Regions from separate parts of the Mus musculus genome. Here regions 1, 2 and 3 are each linked to region 4. A link is a contact called in public ChIA-PET and promoter capture Hi-C data. All regions are on one chromosome and are shown on one strand. The core of a region is the stretch at or near the end of the contact, and the rest is flanking DNA. Distances in the headings are between cores, read along the strand shown. Region 1 has its middle 23 kb from the start of D130051D11Rik. Region 2 holds the start of D130051D11Rik (a long non-coding RNA gene). Region 3 holds the start of AU022754 (expressed sequence AU022754). Region 4 holds the start of Cerk (ceramide kinase).

Region 1 (2,700 bases), core at 28-2,527, 530 kb after region 4:
CATGCCTAACTATGATATGGCATCTGGGGACTGGATCCCTACATTAACCTTTCTGGTGTTTCCCTGCTTGCAAGCCCCTTGTCCCCATTGGCAATCCACTTGGTAGATTTAAGTCAAGGCCATAAAATGGACACCTTAGAGGCAACTATCTCAACAGAGCCGACGGCCACTTCACAGCTAACAAGAGGCCTGCTTTATTTGGCCCAACTGTTTTACTCTGCCCAGGATCCAAACACCAATACTGCTGTTTATCATATCGCCATACTGCAGGTCCCTGTGCTGACCGCCATGTTCCCTACCTGCCTCTACCCCTACCCCAAGGAAAGCCTCAGTTTCCCTTCTCCACCTTAATAGCAAGGTTCTGGGCCGCTCTACTCCCATGCACCCAGAGTTTTTGTACATCCTTAGCTTTGCAGTGTGGCTGTCTGCTGCTGGAATGATTAAGGTCCGGCTGCCAGATCTGGGCTCACAAAACCTCAGGGAAGAAATCTGGTATCAGGGAGCCGGAGGCCTTCTCCTTGAATACCTAAGGGCCAGAGCTGGCCACTTGGAGGAGACAGATCGGGTTCGCCTGGGAGGAAGAAGTGCCTCTGGAACCAAATGGCAAAGAAACGGGGACAACGGAGCAGACAGGCATCGTGCAAACAGATACTGCAAGAGTCAAGAGGGAGGAAGCCCAGGAAAACGTGAGGAGAGCTTGTCTCTTTGTAGAAACCACAAACCACCTTTCCTTGCATTCATTTCTGTAACCTCTAAATTGTTTACAATGTATCCATGATGCGTTCAGAATCACAGGACTATGTTATATCACAAAGATATAATTCACATGGAGAATGAAGTGTGTGAATGGCTACTGTTTATGAATTTAATGCAAATACTGATTATCACCCATTGCCTCTTTTTAAGAAAAAGTTAGTTTATAGCTATTCCCTTATCTCCAGCCCTTGACCCTGTAGGGAAAGCTTCTGTTTCTCAAATAGAAACTGAAACCAAGAGATCCGCCAACACTGGCTGCTGGTGTCACTGGCCTGCAGTAGCCCCAACAGCTACAAGCGAGCAGGCTCCTGTTTATACCAGGAGTGAAGCACCTTCAAATTTCAAGGAGCCTTTCTATACCCCTCTAACAGCTTCCAGACCATTTTCCTTGGAGAGTCGGAGAGTCGTTGTATTTCCTATAGAGTTTGGTTTGTCTGTCTGCTGTTTTCACAGTGTCAGTAGTAGCGCCTGGAGCCAGGGCAGAGCTACAGGGAACAAAGACCGTCTAGGTTCGCCTTAAAGTAATGGTACTTACACGGGTCCCTTTATCACTCAAAGGGCATGATGCAGCTTGTGGGTCTGACTAGTGACTCTGTGGAGTGTGACAGTGTCTCAGCTGGGTTGGTAGTCTCCCTTCTGATAACATGACAGCCTTAGAAGGAAGATCTGTGCACAGACCAGGGCTCAGTGTATGTCTAAGGACACTCCAATCCCAGGACCCTGACCCCTGTGAGAGTGTATCTTGTTTCTCACTTGTTTACAGTGGGCTGTTTCTAGATTCCAGCTGCAGGGATGGGTCTCCAGATCCAATGAGGGTGGCTTAAATATCTTCCTTTAAAAGTGGGATAAAAGGAGTGCCCCTGTGCTGTTTTCTACTCTAAAAGGCAATTCCTAAATTTGGATTGGAAAAAAAAAGTACTTGAGCTTGAAACTCCAATGGTTTTCAGAACGTGAGTGAGATCCGCCACTCTTCGTGCTAACAGCATCTTAAATGGCCTAAAATAAATCAGAACAAAATGCTGTGTGTAGAGCATATGTCTCCCACCACTCCTGGCTTTCTGAAGGCAGTTTGAGCTGCCGCACACAGACATGTGTTGACCCATGAGCTGATGGCCCGGACTCCTGCCAGGCCCAGGACCTGTGAGGCACCAACCTCTCACAGACCATACAGACCCAGCCTTGCTAGACATCTCGGTGCTCAATGGGGATTAGACTATAAAACAAATAACTTAAAAAAAAAAACAATCAACAGGTGAGTTGCATGAGTACACATTTTTATTTCCTCCAACTCAATGAGAGAAAGGAGAACAAAGTCTGGGACTTGGAATTTTTAAGCCATGAATGGATGGGCACACTTTCAAAAGATTTATTTTACTTCCTCTCCTTAACACTGGGCATAGAAAAAAAAAATCCCTGCTTTCTAAAACAAAAACACATGCCATTTTAATTTAGCAAACAAAAGCCAGGATGAAAGAAAAAAATCTCTACTGAGACAATTTTTAAATTAAAAAGGCAGGAAGGGGTTGCTTTTTTACCTTTCGGGGAGGATTACCTTATGCAACCATCAATAATTTAACAATCAAATAATCAAATCACAGCAAAATGCCAATTCCATCTGAGGCTTTGAGACCAAGGCCTGGGAGAGATTTTACTTGTAACTGCCAACTAGCTGAAGCTGGGGTTAACTGCGAGAGCGCTTTAGGGAGTCTCCAGACAGGGCGGGGTCATAATTAATTTATTTTATCTTATCCATCTATCTACACACAGGATTAAAATATTCACCTCAGTCCGCTCCCTTTGAAACATACACCCACTCCAGGGTGACTTCTACAGCCTTCACAGCTCTGACTGCCTTCCTCCCCCATCCTTGGAGGACACCTTCTTTCCAATTCGGGTGGGATCTTACAAGTTGGGAGCCTGGCACGCTAGGTTCTCTAACATGAA
Region 2 (2,700 bases), core at 150-2,649, 550 kb after region 4:
GGCACTCTCAGTGCACAAGGCTGGTTTCTTCAAAATTATATATGAGAACACTGGGTGGTCTCTTTCATACACATTCTGTCCCTGAGAGTGGCTTGGCAGGCTTGGTCCAACAAACCAGATGCTTGGAAATCACCTACTTTTCCATGTTCTTCAAAGGCATCATAGAGACCATCTTCTGCAACCCACTCCTGACTCCGGTACAAAGAAAGACAGCGCACAAATGATGCACAATCTACAATGTTTCATTTGGGGGTTGATCTTGTAATGGTGCAGAAGCGACAGGCATCAGCAGAAACACTACTTGGGATTTTGAGTTTGATCTCTTCCATGCTGGTGATAATGCGATATAAGCACCCTTTCTCAACGCTGGCCATCACCAGGGGAAACCACATGCTCCAGTGTGCTGAGTTGATAAGCCAGGACATTTAGTAGATTAAGCAACCCCATGATGTTTTAAGCCACAGTGGGTCCTCTGTATGAGCCATTATTAAAGGTTAAAGAACCTTTATTTGATGGTCTCGGTGAACAAGTTGGGGTGGGGACATCAGGCACCTCCAGGATGCTTAAAGTCTTCTGGCTAGGAATAAAGAATGATGAACGGGGCAGTGCTGGCGACGAGAGGTGACCACGGAAAGGAACTATGTGCTCCAGCTGAGCAGAACAGATTAAACCAGAGAATCAGAACCAGGGTGTGGAAGGACTTGTCTCTCTGTGGAGGGACAGTGCTGGCCACAGTGGCTAGGAGCCCTGCGACAGCACATCAGAAGCATGTGCGGGCCTTCCTGAAAAGTGGCTGTCAACAAATAGGCGCTCTCGTCTCTGGGCCTGCAGACCTCCAAAAGGGGCGTTCACACTGCGGGGCTAGCCTGGGCTCTGCATTTCTTGGATAGGGCTGAGCACCCGGCAGGGCCACGTCGCTCCTGGTACAGAGGGAGGCTACAGTCTAAAGTAGGAGGGGCCTCGGGTTCCCGGTGCCAGGACTCCGCCGCCAAGACGGTGCCGTGGCCTGCCCCCTCTAGGGACCTAGAAAGCTCCACGCTCACACCTTGAGGGGGTACAGAGGGAGCAGAAAAGGCAGAAGTGCGCCCACGGCGCCCACAGCCCTTAAAATAACACACAACTCTCACGCTCCACCCCGGAAGCAGACTCGCGGTAGACGTAGGGCGGGGCCTCTCGAGTCTGGGGGCGTGACTTCTAAGTAGCCTGCGCCGGAAATGAAGTCCAGGGTGCGGCATACTTGGAGGCCGCGGTTCGCAGCTGAGAGGCGGGGCCCTGTCTAGAGGCGGAGCCTTGCCCAGCTGGAGGTGGAGCCACTGGGCCACCATCTCCGACTTCCGGGGTCGCGGGCGGTGCGGGCGGAGTGAAGCACAGAGTGGGCGGGCCCTGGGTCGGCCAGCTCTGAATGCAAATTTACGGCCTAGCAGGCTGCGGCTCCGGGGCGAGGCCTGCGTGTGGGGCGGGGCCTAGGTATGTGGGCGGGACCTGGCGCCGGGCACGCCCAACCTTAGTGCGGGCAGGCGGGAGGCGGAGCCTCTGCGCGCGGCCTAAATGAGTTTGCGCAGACTCAGGGCGGGCTCTCAGCCTGTCACTGTGAACCTTAGGGCTGCATTTCACTTGAATCAGATTTTCGTTTTAGTCAGACTTTTCTGTTCTGAAAGCTTTCCTGCCCTTGGAGTTTGTAAATCTTGGCAAGGAGGAAGAAAACGGGTAACCCTCAAGCTCCTCGTGAGATTTTTCCTTTTTTGAGGCTGTGTACGTGATGTAAAGAGTCTTGCAAAATTGCAGTAACACTTGAGAATACCTTAAAAATACCCAGTTCTTGATCTAAGGGTGTACCTCAGTTGGTAGAGTCCTTTCCTAGCAGACAGGAGACCTTGGCTTCCATTCTAGTATCAAACAAACAAACAAACAAAAACTTTATAATTTTCCAACTCAAAAATCATACGTTACTGGAGAAAATTTAGAAAGTTGACAAGAATTTTTAAAAACCTGATCAATATGCCAGGTAGTGGCACACTCCTTTAATCCCAGCACTTGGGAGGTAGAGGCAGGTGAATCTCTGCTCTTGAGACCAGCCTGGACTACAGAGCAAGTTCCAGGACAGTCAGGGCTATATCTCAAAAACACCAACAACAACAACACAAAAAACAACAACAAAAACAAATAAACACTCTGATTATTTAAGATCACTAGTGTTAACATTTTGACGTTTCTATTTTTATAATTCTATGTATATTTGAAACAGAAATAGGGACAATACTATACAGTACTACCTTGCCCTTTGTCTTTTTGTGGCTGGTGTTGCTGTGAGGGTCTGACCATAGCCCTATTTGTGGCCCCACACAGCCCTAGATGGGAAACCCCTTTGTTATTTAACTCTCATAGGCCGTCTTGTTTCCATCTCTTTTGAGTTTTCCTTTCTTTCTTTCTTTCTCTCTTTTGTTTTTGTTATTGTTTTTTGTTTGTTTTTGTTGTTTGTTTTTTCGAGACAGGGTTTCTCTATATAGCCCTGACTGTCCTGGAACTCACTTTGTAGACCAGGCTGGCCTCGAACTCAGAAATCTGCCTGCCTCTGCCTCCGGAGTGCTGGGATTAAAGGCTTGAGCCACCAAGCTCGGCCCTCTTTTGAGTTTTCTACATTTAAAAGGTAACAATGTTTCAACAAGTGATAAATCACTTGTAGCCAAAAAATAGATACCT
Region 3 (2,700 bases), core at 39-2,538, 600 kb after region 4:
CACTTTTAATGCTGGGCAGGCTGGTGTGTCTACCAGTCTCAAGTCCCACGCTCTGCTTGCGCTCTGCAGTGCCGGGCACTGGAACGAGTTTTCCCCGAGTTTGTTGGGCAGGTAACAATGCCTGATCCGGAGTTGTGGCCCTGGAAGCACCCACGTAGGTAACGTCTAGGGGAAAGATGTCTGCACATAGAAAGGAGATGGTGGTGGGTGGTCTCTCTCTCTTTAACTAGAAACTGGAAACCAAGTGACCACCAAGCCCTGAGCGGGTAGTTTCTTAGCCCCCGCCCCTACCCCCACCTTCACTGTCTCTGAGGAGCGCAGGTGTCTCTTTGGAGCCGCACCCTCTCCCCTCCCTCCCCTCTTCCCACGCAGTCCTGGGAGGGCGATCGGAAGGGAGCTGGCCTGGGGAGGGGGGGCGAGGGGTTAGATGCGTTCGTGTGTCACGGGGGAGGGAGGAGAAAAGGGAGGGGAGAGCCAGGGAGCGCGCGCGAGAGAGCGCGCTGCGAGCGAGGAGGGCGGGCGGGAGGCGGATCCTCCTACCTGGGGCGCGCTCGCCTGCTCGCGGCTCGCTTGCCGGGGCCGCGAGTCACCTGGGGAGGCGGACAAGTGCGGACACATTGGCCGCCCCGGCGCACCGCGAGGCGCGCACGGCCCCAGGCGGCTAAGCCCAGTGGAGGCAGCGCCCGCCCGCTGCTCCTGGCCCCGGCCTGCGCTCGCAGAGTCCCACGGTCACTCCGCTGGGCTCCGAGGTCGCGGTTCCCCGCCCGGGTCACTCCCCCGGGCGCACGCGGCGGCTGCGGCGCCCTGGGCTCACCATGGTGGCAACGCGTGCCGGGTGCCCACGCGTCGCCCGCCTCCCGAGCCGAAGCGCCGGCTGAGCGTGGTCCTACCGCAGCTCCCTGGCTCCTGCCCGGCCCCTGCCCACCCGCGCGTCCCCTCCGGCCGCAGCTGTCTATGGCGCAGCCCCCCTCCCTGGATCATGCACAGAAACTTTCGAAAGTGGATCTTTTACGTGTTTCTCTGCTTTGGCGTCCTCTACGTGAAGCTCGGGTGAGTATTTCTCTGGGCGGGGGGCTGCAGACGGGGAGCCGGCAGCCACCAGAGCCTCCTCCAGCGGACCTGGGGATAGGAGTTGGTGGGGGAGGGCGTTTCTTGAAGTGGCCAGGCTGGCTGGTATCTCCGGCCCTCAACCCAGCCTCGTTGAGACTCAACCGAGCCCCCCCGGAGCCAGAGATCCTCCGGAGGGGCGCGGAGCCAATACGCAGCAGGGACAGCGCGGTCCGCGGACGGCCGCAGCGGGGCTCGCGGGTAGCGGCGAGCGTGCCGGGCGCGTACTTTCACCTGTTTGGGCTCCAGGCCCCGGGGGTGGGACGCGCCTTCCCTCCCCCGGGCTGCGCTGGGCGCCGAGCCCGGGCCGAGCGCTAGCCGCCGGGAGGGCGCGCCGGGCCGGGGGGGGGGTGCGTGGGGCATCCCCGGCGGGGGAGATCGGGGCGCGCACTCGCCGCGAGCGCGCAGGCCTTGCACCCGCCGCGGCCCTTCGTCTCTATCCATCACCCGGACATGTTGAAATTACCTTGACAACTCGTCCGGCTGGCTCGGGATGGGCCGTGGGGCTGGCGCAGCAGCCTCGGGCTCCGTCCCGGGCCCGCGCCCCCGCCCGCCCGGGGCCTTGCGCCCGGCCCCCTCTCACCGAGCTCCCCCTGGCGCGGCCGGCCGGGCGGGCTCCAGGCGGGCCGCGCTCGCTGCTCGCCGCCGTAGCTGCTCCGAGTCGTATTTCCACATTCCTGAACCCAGCCGAGTCCTTACCTGTTGAGCCGCGATCTCCTTTAGACGGAATCTGTCTCGGCCTCCCCGGATTGGGGGTGGAGGGGCAGTGTGACCGAACGGAGCGCACCGCACCTCGCGGGCGTTAGTCACTCTTGGCGGGCCGGCCGGGACCAGACCCCCACCCCCACTCGGAGCACCTGCGGACATCTGTGCCCGCCTTGCCCGGCGATCCTACTATGTGTCGCCCGGCGCTCTGAGGCCAGCCTCATCTTGGCCCTAGGAAGGCCAGTGACCAGACCTGTAGGAGGGGCGGGTTCCGGTACCTGGGAGACCGACTTTCCAGGCGAGAGGTAGAAACAGTCGCTGAAGATCAGCACCCTTCCCAGCTCTCTGCACCTCCGCCATCTTACAGGTGAAGAAATTGAGGCCCAGAGAGGGGTAGGGACCAAACCTGGTGGCCTCAGAGGCAGGATTGAAAGTCTCTTCCTTATTCCTGCAGACCTGGGCGGGAGTGTCTGCGGCTGAGAGTGGTTGTGTTTATTGTAGGTTTGTGAGGGTAGGCTATGTCCCTGGGTGTTTGTTTATGAAGGTGAGGGGTGCCGGGGCTTTGAGCTTGCTGGGATGGGGGCAGGGTGGGCAGGCCACTGCTTCCTGGACTCTCAGCAGCCTGTAATGAATCTCCTGGGCCTGTGAAGGGACCCACCGCCCTTTGGGAGGAGGATCCATGCAGATCCCAGCTACCTGGTTCTGGCGCCAAGGCCTTTGAGTTGGGCGCTTGACTGCACCGGCCCTGGCTTCCATTGCTGACCATTCTTCTCAGCAAAGTCCTCTTATCATCAAATGGGAAAAAGTGTCAGCGGAAGGACCTGGGTGCCCGAGGTTGGGGGACTCCCTGGAGTGGTACCTGGGTTTCATGCCTTTACCTCATCTTTC
Region 4 (2,700 bases), core at 35-2,534:
CATATAAACACTGCATTAATTTCCAGGCGTGGTGGCTCATACCTTTAATCTCAGCTCTTGGGAGGCAGAGGGAGGTGGATCTTTAAGTTTGAGAGTCTATAGAGTGAGCTCCAGGACAATCAGGACTACCCAGAGAAACCCTGTCTCAAAATAATAATAATAATAATAGTAATAATAATAATTAATAATAATAATAGCCCCTGCTGCCCTTGCCCGACACAACCCCTCACCAGTAACAGAGGCAGCATCATCAGCAATGGCAAGAGGTTTCTGAAGAAGTTTCATGTCCACATTCCCCAAGCCTCATCCCGATAGCCGTGAAAGGAAAGAGCTGGGACAGCCATTGCTTCAACTAACAACTGAGCTAGGTCAGGTCCAGCTTGCTCCAGGGTGGGGCTAGGATTCTGCCTGGGCCTAACCAACACTCCAGGGCTGTCAGGGAGCCTACCATTGGGCTGGGCTTCCAGGAAGCAAGTGATTCATGGTTGTCCCTGCCCTGCAGATGGACACAGGGCACCGACAGGATCAGACCTGTACCTTAGCCCTCTGGTACCAGGCACAGGCAAGGTAGACTTGGCCAGCTCCACCCCAGTCTGCAACAGCAGGAGAGCTGAGGGGGAGGGCAGAAGGCTCTCCTGTCTTCTTGAAAGCTGACTCCGCTGTGAGGCTTAGCTCTGTCACACCACAGAGCCCTGCACTCTTGGACCAGTTAGCATCTCCGAGGAGACTCTTCCTTGGTCAGATGTGAACAGATGCTATCACGCAACCAATATCTGAGTAACACATTATGCACAGAGACCATTTTAGACACTGGAGACCCAGTAAGGGACAAGCCCACATGCCCATGGAATTTTCACAAAGATGGGTAGATATGCAATGAGTGCAGTGCTGAATTTTGCCCTGCTGTGTCTTGGGATGCTTTGGCTGGGGGAGACGGAGTCCAGGAAGACCTCCCTGAGGTGGATATGTTCAGCTTGTCCCATGTTAAGCTGCATCAAGAGCAGCAACTCCGGTTCCCTAGGCCTGTTTGGGAGGGTACAGTCAGGTGACTGATAAGAAGACGCCTTCTCCCGTCTCTCTGGTGGCTGTAGACCCACAACCATCCACACATGAAGCTTCCACTCCCCTGGAAGGTAACCCCTGTCCTCTCCATCCTAGCCTTCCTTTGCCTACTGGGACTAACCTGCAGGACTCTTGCTAGCCGCCAGGAGACCAAGACCTAAAAAGAGACGGATGCCCAAGGTCAAATCGCTCCTGGGCGCACACCAGCAGTTCCACGGCCTCCTATCGCCTGCCCAGGACCGCCCGGGCAACATTTCTGCGCTGCTGGGACTCCGCCCGTCCCTTTGCAGCCCTCCCTACCCCGTCGCTCGTGCAGACCCAGCAGGACCCAGGGGCAGCCAGAGCGACAGACTAGTGTCTTTCAGGGCACCCGGCCGCTCCGACCGCCCTCCCCACAGCCAGGTCCCTCAGTCCCCTCCTCTGACCCCTCCCTCCCGTTCCTTCCTAGGCCTTTTCTGCTCCTCATCCTAGGCTCCCTAGACTCCTCTGTTTCTGATTCTTCTCTGGCCCCAAGTCTAGCTTCTCCTGTCCTCACCCTGGTCGCCTCCTCCCGGGTCCCCGCCACCCTCTCTGCGTACCGGGTGACGCAGCGCCGCCTCCCGCTCCCGCCTCCCCGCGTCACCGCCGGGCAGACTGCAGGGGCCGCTAACGGTCCCGCGCCCCCCCCGGTGTCCGCGCGCCCCGCGCCCGGCGGACGAGGCCGCGCCGGCGGCGATGGGGGCAATGGGGGCGGCGGAGCCGCTGCACTCCGTGCTGTGGGTGAAACGGCGACGCTGTGCCGTCAGCCTGGAGCCCGCGCGGGCTCTGCTACGCTGGTGGCGGAGCCCGGAGCCCGGGCCCTCCGCGCCGGGTGCCGGTAAGTGTGGCCATCCCGGGCTGGTGGGGCCGGCGCTGCATCCACCCCGGCCTGCGTAGCCCGAGCGCTCCGGGCAGGCTGGGATGGGGCGGAACTCGGAGGGAGGAGACCTGGGGCACGGGGAGAGGCGCCCGGGATACCGAGGCGCGGGGAATCCGAGACGCAGAGCCCGGGTGCCGGGCGGTCTAAGTACTCCGCGGCCTCTGGCGGGGAACCGTCTGGGTGCTGAGAGCCCAGATACTCCTGGAACTGGGATGACAAAGCCTCTGGAGGTGCTGGAGGGGGAGGGGAAGAGCGGACGTCCACAGCCCCCCACCCCCCATCCCGGAGCATCCGCGGGACCCTGGGGGAGGTCTGTTGCTGGTGCTGCCGTCGGGATGGCGCTGGCACACCTGGACAGGACTGGTTTCTGGTCATATTCTTCGTCCAATACAGTGAACCCAAGTACATACACATGTTTCTCTATGGGAGAAGCCCAGAGGGGCCCTGGCAGGGACTTCCTGCGATTAGGCAGTTGAGCAAGGGCCTTTGACTTTCCGATGGAGTGTACACCCTGCTCAGCCGCCCTCAGGGTTGAAAGAGGAGTAGCTTAGGCCAGCATGGGGAAAAAACGCAACCCACCCGCAGTGACTGGGAATGGTGCAAGGACACTAGAGCCACTCTCCCCGGTGCTTTGCTGCAGGTTGTCTGGTGGCCGACGGATTGGCGGAGATTTTAAAGATGTCATTCAGTCCTCCTTAAAAGGAGGATTACAGAAGATTGTATGTGGACATCTGGGCTGG

Evidence for each region. Promoter capture Hi-C pulls out the DNA fragments that hold promoters and counts their contacts. ChIA-PET counts read pairs in DNA pulled down with a chosen protein or histone mark.
Region 1: a contact with region 4 is called in an RNA polymerase II ChIA-PET map of memory CD8 T cells, with 20 read pairs. The contact joins the enhancer-like site here to the promoter of Cerk in region 4. A contact is called at or near these places in 1 of 39 promoter capture datasets (pre-B cells), 2 of 484 Hi-C or Micro-C datasets (Sertoli cells and embryonic stem cells), 3 of 115 datasets of contacts at active chromatin or transcription factors (bone marrow-derived macrophages, double positive thymocytes and memory CD8 T cells) and 2 of 9 other capture datasets (embryonic stem cells and pancreatic islet).
Region 2: a contact with region 4 is called in a promoter capture Hi-C map of pre-B cells, with 4 times the contacts expected there. The contact joins the promoter of D130051D11Rik here to the promoter of Cerk in region 4. A contact is called at or near these places in 2 of 39 promoter capture datasets (hippocampal neurons and pre-B cells) and 3 of 115 datasets of contacts at active chromatin or transcription factors (bone marrow-derived macrophages, large pre-B cells and microglia).
Region 3: a contact with region 4 is called in a promoter capture Hi-C map of embryonic stem cells, with 6 times the contacts expected there. The contact joins the promoter of AU022754 here to the promoter of Cerk in region 4. A contact is called at or near these places in 3 of 39 promoter capture datasets (embryonic stem cells, liver and stem cell-derived epiblast-like cells).

What each region holds. Positions count from the first base shown.
Region 1 is chr15:85,656,193-85,658,892 of GRCm38.p6, reverse strand. No RefSeq gene overlaps it. Among named protein-coding and RNA genes, the nearest start is that of D130051D11Rik, 23 kb to the right of the region's middle. Within about 2 kb of position 1,277, at least 137 of the 459 cell types and tissues checked have an H3K27ac peak or open chromatin away from gene starts, as enhancers often do. A contact at or near this core is called in bone marrow-derived macrophages, double positive thymocytes, memory CD8 T cells and 2 more, where this site is marked.
Region 2 is chr15:85,633,295-85,635,994 of GRCm38.p6, reverse strand. It overlaps D130051D11Rik (a long non-coding RNA gene), which reads right to left and starts at 1,399. Exons shown (of 2, transcript XR_003951642.1): 1 at 1-1,399.
Region 3 is chr15:85,579,730-85,582,429 of GRCm38.p6, reverse strand. It overlaps AU022754 (expressed sequence AU022754), which reads right to left and starts at 1,288. Exons shown (of 5, transcript NR_040433.1): 1 at 1,013-1,288; 2 at 1-180. Wnt7b (wingless-type MMTV integration site family, member 7B) reads left to right here and starts at 609. Exons shown (of 4, transcript NM_009528.3): 1 at 609-1,050. The coding sequence starts at 980.
Region 4 is chr15:86,184,725-86,187,424 of GRCm38.p6, reverse strand. Cerk (ceramide kinase) reads left to right here and starts at 1,284. Exons shown (of 13, transcript NM_145475.4): 1 at 1,284-1,918. The coding sequence starts at 1,777. It overlaps Gm15569 (predicted gene 15569), which reads right to left and starts at 1,697. Exons shown (of 3, transcript NR_155352.1): 1 at 1,641-1,697; 2 at 1,184-1,219; 3 at 229-773.